2 separate regions of the Mus musculus genome follow, and region 2 is linked to region 1. A link is a contact called in public Hi-C data. All regions are on one chromosome and are shown on one strand. The core of a region is the stretch at or near the end of the contact, and the rest is flanking DNA. Distances in the headings are between cores, read along the strand shown.

The links. Hi-C and Micro-C count contacts between places; a contact is called where the count stands out from the background.
Region 2: a Hi-C map of DN3 thymocytes shows a contact between it and region 1, with 4 times the contacts expected there. The contact joins the enhancer-like site here to the promoter of Spata6 in region 1. A contact is called at or near these places in 1 of 39 promoter capture datasets (the C10 cell line), 3 of 484 Hi-C or Micro-C datasets (DN3 thymocytes, nephron progenitors and pro-B cells), 2 of 115 datasets of contacts at active chromatin or transcription factors (bone marrow-derived macrophages and embryonic stem cells) and 3 of 9 other capture datasets (adipose tissue, liver and pancreatic islet).

Annotation. Positions count from the first base shown.
Region 1 is chr4:111,717,398-111,721,747 of GRCm38.p6, reverse strand. It overlaps Spata6 (spermatogenesis associated 6), which reads right to left and starts at 1,738. Exons shown (of 13, transcript NM_026470.3): 1 at 1,491-1,738. The coding sequence starts at 1,541. Gm33192 (a long non-coding RNA gene) reads left to right here and starts at 399. Exons shown (of 2, transcript XR_376552.3): 1 at 399-531.
Region 2 is chr4:111,814,704-111,819,053 of GRCm38.p6, reverse strand. The region is part of intron 11 of Spata6 (spermatogenesis associated 6); the gene reads right to left. Among named protein-coding and RNA genes, the nearest start is that of Slc5a9, 86 kb to the left of the region's middle. Within about 2 kb of position 1,788, at least 25 of the 459 cell types and tissues checked have an H3K27ac peak or open chromatin away from gene starts, as enhancers often do. A contact at or near this core is called in DN3 thymocytes and pro-B cells, where this site is marked.

The DNA.
Region 1 (4,350 bases), core at 489-2,988:
GAAATAAACTGTCTCTGACTCCCTTGGGCTATAATCACAACAGAGTACTTCCTCTTAGCAAAGGATTGGCGACCAGGGCAGCCAGCCTGCTAGGCAACTGCAGTCTGTCAGGCTGCTAATCCATTGGTTACAAAGAGAGGAAGCAGCAGCCAATGACAAAGTTATGGACTGGAGTTCATTTTTTACTCACTGCTCTGAGTTTGGCATATTTAGAAATCATTATGCATTATTTTGGTAAACTAATCTTACTTTGCAAAAAAGCATTCCCAGAAAGTCAACTTGTGATGCAAGCACTAAGGACTAGGGACAGTATAGTTTCTGAATAAAAATTCCTGCCTCTTAAACATAAGTCCCAGAAACTTGCTAGCTCTCCGCCCCTGCAGCTCCCTGCCCCCACCCAAGCTTCTCCTTAAGACTGAACAAAAGACTTGAAAGAATTTTGTGACTTCTATGCTGGTTTAAGTTCAGGGCTGCTGCAGCCACAAGGAGAGGAAATGAAGGCCAGAAAGAAGTGAGTGCAGCAAGCGTGGGGTAAGTGCAGAGAAAAGCTTAGTTTGGAGGCCAACAGGGGTGGGGGTGGTAATGCCAGAGAGCCCCTTGGGGCAGGCCCAGAAAATGACAGGGAATATGTACTGTTATCCCTACTTATGCAGTGATACCAACAAGTAGGCTGAGTCTTAATGAGGGCATTTCAAGGATAAAGGCGTGAAAAGCAGCAGAATAAGAAATTGAAGAGGTTCTCCTAGAATGCCTCTCCTCTAAGGGGAGAAAGGGGGTCTCTTGGGAATGACACTGAAGGACTTCAAAAATCTCTGAAGGAGACTGCAGTTATCAAAGGGAGTTGGGGCTTCTCAACACCCGGAAAGACCTCAGCCCCTCACTGGATGGCAGGAGGGGCTCCCCACCTCAACTAGATTTACTGAAGGAGGCTGGACAGAGTCCCCTGAATTGAGAGTAGATGAGTGGAGTTACAAGCTCCAAGCAGTAGTTGTCCGAAAAGCTGACCAGGTCTTTCTTGGGAGGATTGGAAGGATGCAAAGTCTGGAGTGTTTGGGTACTGGAGGGAAGAGCTGAAGTGGCTTCTGAGGAGTTGGGTTTATTCTGAGAGGAGAAACTAAGAAAACTTGGTGCAATGACGTCACAAGTAAGTTGTTTTTGGAGTTAGGGACTCCACCATGACTGAAAAGGCGTTCCTACTTTAACTGGAAGCTAGGGGAAGGATCTGAAAGCGGAAATGCTACACACCCCAGACTGGAGCAAGGGTTCAGGAGTTCCTCACCAAAAGAGTAAAGCAGAATTCAAAGGAACTACTGCCCCAGGAGCGGAACTCCGAAGTGGTGAGGAAGAGATCCAAAAGCACTCCAACTGGAAGTTGGGGTGAGGCCCCCGAGAGGCTGGAGTGGGAAAGCACTGGAGATTTCCAGGAGTCCCCCAGGGCCGGGGGCGGGCAGCGGACTTGGAGGCTGAGGCGGGACAGGGCCGGTACTCACAGAGCGGATCTCCAGCGCCAGGGCGCATTGCAGCGCCTTCACCTTCGGCATCCGCGCAGGGTAGGGCGGCGGGGAGGGACCCCGGCCTCCGGCCCGACTACGGCGGGAAGACGCGGGGCGGGACGAGGGACAGGGAGGAGATGAGGTGGCGGCGGAGGTGGCAGCTGTGGCCCCCAGGCCGGGGCCCGCGGTCCAGCCTGGGTCCCGCCCGAACAGCAGCTGAGCGCGGGGCGCGGACTCGTTGTCATGGCAGCCTGGAGGGGCGGGGCCGGAAGAGCCACGCCAAGGCCGGACACTACGGAGCAAGAGGCAGTGGGCGGGGCCCGGATTGTGGTGGGAGGGGCTTCAGTGGGTGGGGCTGAGCGGCTCTTCTGTGACGTAAAGTTATGAGTGCAAATCATAGGAAAGGGAACAGCTAGCTGTGCTGTGGGCCTCAACCCAGAACTGAGAACCCTGGGTTTCATGAGCAAATTCAGTTAGGAAAACTGAAACTACAGGCTGACACCTGTAGTTTCAGTTTTCCTAACTATCCTATAATTAGTAATCTTCCTTGAGTTTGTATTTTATGATACAATTTACAAAACCAATATAAGAAATAGGAAAATATCGCCCAAGACAAAGGCAAAACAGGGCTGGAACCCAGGATCTCTCAAGTAAAATCCCAGACGCCTTCTGGAATCACTATTATGGTCCTCTTATTAGTCACTTGTTTTGTGATTCTCTGTCAGTGTGCCCCTATTTCCTTTCAGGATTTCCTGTCTAGTTCACCACTACGCAAATCTCAATGCCTGTTGCCCAGGCTGAACTCTCAATAACAGACTCACAGAATAGAGGAGCCTAGCCATAGACCTTCAAAGATAAAAAGAACCTAACAAACTGTCGAGTTAAAGTCCATGTTAAAGTTAATTTTAATACATTAACTTTAGAGCACATTCTAACAATGGAGAGGAAAGTACCTGTGATTTTATCACCCAGTTGAGAAACAGGATGTTACTGAGCCAAAAAAAAAAAAAAAAAAAAAAAAAAGAAAAGAAAAGAAAAAGAAAAAGAAAATGCCTTGAGCATTGCCTTACCAACTTTTCCCTGATAGTAAACCCTGCAATGACCTCCATTACTGTAAGTCTTCTATGCATTTCCAAACTACATTCTGCTCAATTTGTCTTTTTTATGTTAAATAGATTTAATACTTATATATTCTGTGATTTGTTTATCTCCTTATGATACAGAAATATACAACGACTTATGTGTACATTCTTTATCCTATGTACTTTTGATGAGCACTTGTATCGTTCATATTTTAGCTTTCATTAACAATACTGTTATGAAGGTTCTGAAATATGTTAGCAACTGAGAGGTAGTTCAGCAATTGAAAGCACGCTGTTCCAGAGGACTAGAGTTCAATTTCCAGTACCCACGTTGGGCAGCTTACAGCTACCTGTAACTCCAGCTACAGGGGATTTGGTGTGACTTCTGGTATCCTGATAGACTTATGTGTATGTATACATGGAAACACAGAGATAAATAATTTTTAAACCTTTAGAATATGTCTGTTAATATATGTGTATGTATTGAGTTGGAAAGCCTGTGCAGGCTTTGCACATGTGGGGTCTTTAGAGTAATACGCAACATCTTCCAAAGCTGCACCAATTCCTGCTTCATCAAGAAAAATATGACTGCTTTTTTTTCCACTTTTTGCACCATGGATGTTTGCACTTTTAGTCTCTGTATTTCTGTTCATCGTCATGCTTTAGTCTTGCATCTCTGACTACTGCTGAGCTTGAGTGCCTTTGCAGGGTTTCATTAGCAATCCACTCTCTGGAAACAGCCTCATAGCTACAATAACCATTTTGATTCGATTGTTTCTCTCTTTGTTTTCCTTTTAATTTTATGTGTTCGGATAATCATTTTGTCTGGGCTCTGTGTTGCAAATATACTTCTTCCTTTGTGCTTGATCTCTAATTTCTCATGTGCATGTAGAGAGAATATCTTGTGTATTGTATGGATGCATCGACTCAATTTAAAAACCTATGACCTATGGCTTAGGCAGGACATAGAAGGTGGAACATTCAGAAGGCAGAAAGGATTCTGGGATAGAGCAAGGTGCCAGAAGATTTACCCGAGAAGATGTGATAAAATGTACACATGTACCTGAGCACAGATAACCAGCCATGTGGCACAATGTAGGTTAAAATATTTGGTCATTTTAGTTATGATCTAGTCAAAGAAGAGTATATGGCCAAGGTGTTTGTAAATATATTTGAGTCTAAGTCTTATTATTAGGAGCATGAGGTTGGGAGGAAGAAGACAACCTCAATTTTACATGTACAAATATGTTTATGTGCGTGTATTCAAGTGTAAACAAATCATTCCACTGACATCTGAAGGTCACAGCTCCACATTCCTCCCAACATTGCATTATTGAGCTCTCTTAGTTGCCCCAACATGGACAATACCATCTTGCTTTTGATTTTGTCAGGTTACTAGTGAGCACTCATAGCACATGGTTTAATGAGTACAAGAATTTCTTCTATATTTAGTGTAAATTACTATTTTGAAAATGGGGTCATTTTTCTGATAGTAACCCTGTGTATCTGATTAATTAATAAATTCCATTTGGGGCATTGCAAAAATCTCTTTGTCAAAGAATTATAAGTGTTGCCCAGATTTCTTAATTAATGGGAAAAAGAAACATCTAAATTCATTATTACCAATCAGCAGTCATTTTTGTCTTATATCTGTGTCTCTTAGTTAATGTTCAATTGCTGTGATAAAACGCCATGACCAAGGCAGTGTATAAAAGAGAGTGTTTAATTGGGTCTTATGGTTTCAGAGGCTTAAAGTCTATGATGGTGGAGCAAAG
Region 2 (4,350 bases), core at 539-3,038, 97 kb before region 1:
ACATAAAGGCAAATTACTAAAATAACACAAAAGCTTTAAAAAAATTTAAGAAACCTGTGAAATAGAATCAAAAGATCTAAAAATATAGTTCAACATTCAAAAAGTAAGACATGGTATTCTTAAAAGGCATGCTTGAAGAAATAATGGGCTAGAATCCTAAATAAGCCCTGGTTGAGCAAGCTGAGCTGGCTTAGCACCTAATCTCAGCTTTTACAACATGGATAAGAAAATCATGAATTCAAAATCAAAAGGCAAATTCCTAATCCAAAACTCAAAATGCTTCAAGATTCAAAGTGAGTGTCAGCAAAGTGTCACAAACAGAAAATTCCACACTGTCCTCATAAAATGGGTCAAATCAAAGTAGAAGTCAAGATTTTAAAAGTACTTAGATTCTTCTATACAATCATCTTTAGGTGTTAGGTATATTTAGATGTATGTAAAACATAAATGAGATTCATGTAAAGTTCATCTCATTCCCAAGATCTCTCCTTCCCACTCTCCTCTCCTCTGCTTTTTTTTCTCATTTCTCCATATATAAAGTTGTGTGTATTTATACATATGCAGATACATTGTATAGAAACATAAACATACACATTGTATTAAACACATGACTATCCAAATTCTTTGTCCCTCAACAACGTCTTCTTAGTTACATTTCAATCAAGTGTGTGTACATCAAAACACTGTGTATAGCAGTATATTAAGCATTAGCCTCAAATTACAAATACAGCTGACTGACTGAGGTATCCTTTGTAAAAGATCAATTCTTAATACTGCTATTATGCCCTTAGATAGCATGTAAATGAATGAACATATCTAGATCCCAAGAATTTGCTTGGGGAACATAATTTGCTGAATCTGTGAAAAAAAAGAAAAGTGAAGATATTCATGTTACACACACAGTGATCAGCTAAAGAAACTAGACATGAAATCATAAAATTTTGTAATGTTGAAAGTTCAAAGCCATATCAAACTCATCTAGATACTGTCATATATTAGAATACTTTGGTGTCTGGTGGAAAGGGCCCTAAGGCATTACCCAGAGTAACTGGGGGTACCAATCATGTTGTGACTGACCTGGATGCTGTTTCACACACCGTACATTTTGTTAATATTCATTCTATTGCACAAAGAGGTATAATACATATGAAGGAGGTAAAAAGTTAAACTACCCAAATAATAGTACTAAAACTCCATAGGAAACACATACAATGAAATGATGTGACAAAACAGCCTGTTAGTATAGCACCTAAACTAACAAAGGAGGCTGGTGTCGACATGTTGTGAAGAAAAAGGCAGGGGAGAACCAGGTGGCATCCACCTGGTGACTTCAAACGTCTCAGAAGCTCAGTGCATCAGCTTGTGGGTAGCCACCAAAGGCAGATGTTTCCAACTCCTCCAGCGGTGAGCGCAGAGTCACAGGAAATTCCACAGGAACTAGAGCCACCTGGGATCTATTAACTCTCAAAACTAACAGGCAAAGTTTCCTTTCTTCATAAAACCACACAGTAAAATAACACCTGGGAACAGAATCCAAATTAAACAGAGAAATAGGAGGAAAGAAAATTTAAAATTCTATGCAAATGGAAGAGAAAGAAAGCCAAGATATATCAGAAACTGTACTGTATATTTGGGGGGAATAAAATTATTTTAAAAATTACACTAAATTATATTTTGTCTCTGAAACTTCAGAAAAGTATTGATAAAAATATAAGTGGTAGAGTGCTTACCTAGTATGTGTGAAACAGTAAAACGCTTAGGAAGAAATAATTTCACAAAGAAAGACCATGAGTTGGTGAGAGAGGAAAAGACAGCAAACAAAAAGCTAGACAGCATCCTTCCAATCCCGAGGTCTGCACTGTAGCTGTGCTGCATCTTCACTGAGGGCCTGATGGCCTCTCCGCAGGGACCCTGACCCTGCCAAGGGTGTCAAGCCTCAGCTGCAATCCCAGATCCCTTCATGCCTTCAAAACCAGTAGCAGGTCTGAGACTTTTACAAATTACATGCCATGTTCAGCTGTCAGCCTGAGATGCAGCCTAAAGCTGCTCCGGACCACAAGTTCTGTGTGCTGAATTCTGGGGAAAACTTCCTAGAAATTTGACATCAGTGATACTGTTCCCTTATTAATTAGTCACAACTGATTTTTTTTTTTTTTGTTAGCCCAAGCTAAGTAGCATCAATTGTCCCAGTGGAACAAAGATTTTTAGTTCCTCAGATTCATGGTCAAAAATATCTCATGAAAAGCCCCAAAGATTCTCTTAAAGATCACCAAGCCGGCCTTCAGTTCCCTCTGCATTATCTTCCACGTTGCCGGAACAGCTCACTGTGCTTGGAGCACTAACTGGATTTTTGAGTCCAACTCTTCAAAATCCTCCTCTACCTCCCTCCCACAGAACATTCCAAGGCAAAAGCACCACATGGTCATATCCATTCCAGCAAAATCCCATTCTCTGGTATCACTTTGTGTCCAGTTTGCTTCTTTTTTTGCTGTGATAAAACACTGACTAAAAACAACTTGGGGAAGAAAGTGTTTATTTGGTGTCCACGTTATGGTCTATCATTGATGGAAGCCGAGGGAGGAGCTCACATGCCCACATTTGGCTGGGCCTTCCTACATCAACCATCAAGAAAATGCCTCACAGACATGACCAGGCCAATCTGATGGCGGCAATGCCTCTGTTGAGATTCCCCCTTCCCAGATAAGTCTACATTTTTTGTTAAGTTGGCAAAAACTAAGCAGCATCTGTGAAAATTAGACCCAACATATTGTCACAGAAGTTCCTGAGAAAGAACTCAAAGGCCAGGAAACAGAAAAAATGACAAAGAATTATAAACATGTTCATAAAAATTTAAAATATATAATGAAACCATAAAACAGCCCTCAATAAAGAAATAGTACAATGTCTGAATGTGATTAATAAGCTTCAAACACTCCCCCCTCTCTCTTCCCTTTGAATACCTGCTATAAAAAAATTACAAGGAGGTCAAAATATCTTTAGCGAATAGTAACCTAGGAATTTTATATGCACCTAAACTAATGACATAAAAGCTACAGATAAAATACCAAAATTCACAAACACTGGTCCAATGAGTCCACCTATAGCAACCTATTAAAACACTTCAGGCAAATAAAATGACCGGAGAAGACACTTAAATAAAAATCAGTTGTTAAATTAATATTTACACTCAACACCCTACATGAGGATTATAAAGGAGACTGTTTAAGGATCTTATAGAACATACTCTGAAAAATATAAACAATCAAAATTGTCGGAAAGTGGAGGATGAAAAAACAGTTGAGCTCTAATAGGGGAGAGGACAACCCTGGACACCATGATCACTCCTTGAGGTGAGAGAGCATTAAAAGAGACAGGACATTATTTTAGAGACAATGTGATGTCTCTAAAGAGGAAGTCTGGCAGCATGTATAAGAAAACGAATTATTCTCAACAATTTCATCTTTGGTGATAGCTTGGTATTCAGTACTGAGAATATTTTAATAACAAAATTAGTGAGGACCTAGATGCATACCACAGTTCCAACCATCTGTTGGATCCTTGAGAAATAAGTAAGGAAATGGTCCAAATGAGCTTTTTAGGTCAATGATAAAAGACTTAAGAAACAACCTGAAGAGGTTCCTATCTTGGTCAGAGTTGAGCTCATTGGAGCATTAATAAAATCAATAGTTGAAAGACAAACAGTATCTGACTAAATAAGTCCGTATCAACAAGTCACACACAGAGAAAGAAAACTCATTAGTCAAGTCTGGAGGTGTTAATAGGCAAAATCTGGTCTGTTAGAAGTGTGAGAGAAGACAAAGTTTGGTTGGTTGTGGGAAGTAGCTTGCACAAAATGACTTTTCAGGAATAAGCAATAATAGGAGAGAGGACAACCCTGGGCATAATGATCACTCCTTGAGGTGAGAGAGCATTAAAAGAGACAGGACATTATTTTAGAGACAATGTGATGTCTCTAAAGAGGAAGTCTGGCAGTTAAAGAACACCTGCTGCTCTTCTAGAGGATTCAGGTTTGATCCCCACCACCTACACAGTGGTTCATAACTATCTCTAATTCCAGTTCCATCAGATCCAGTGCCCACTTCTGGCATCCAAGGGCACCAGGCATGTGCACAGACTTATCTCCAGGCAAAACATCAATGAACACAAAACAAAAAACACAGAAAACCTAAAAATAGCTTTATTATGAGGAATTTAAAGTAAATGAAATATTGATCCTATGGACATAATGGCAGGAGTAGCTCTAGAGAAGCCTTTAGTGAAATCCATCCCCCCCCCACACACACACCAAAAAAGGGGGAGGGGGAATATCTTTTATATTCCTTCAAATCA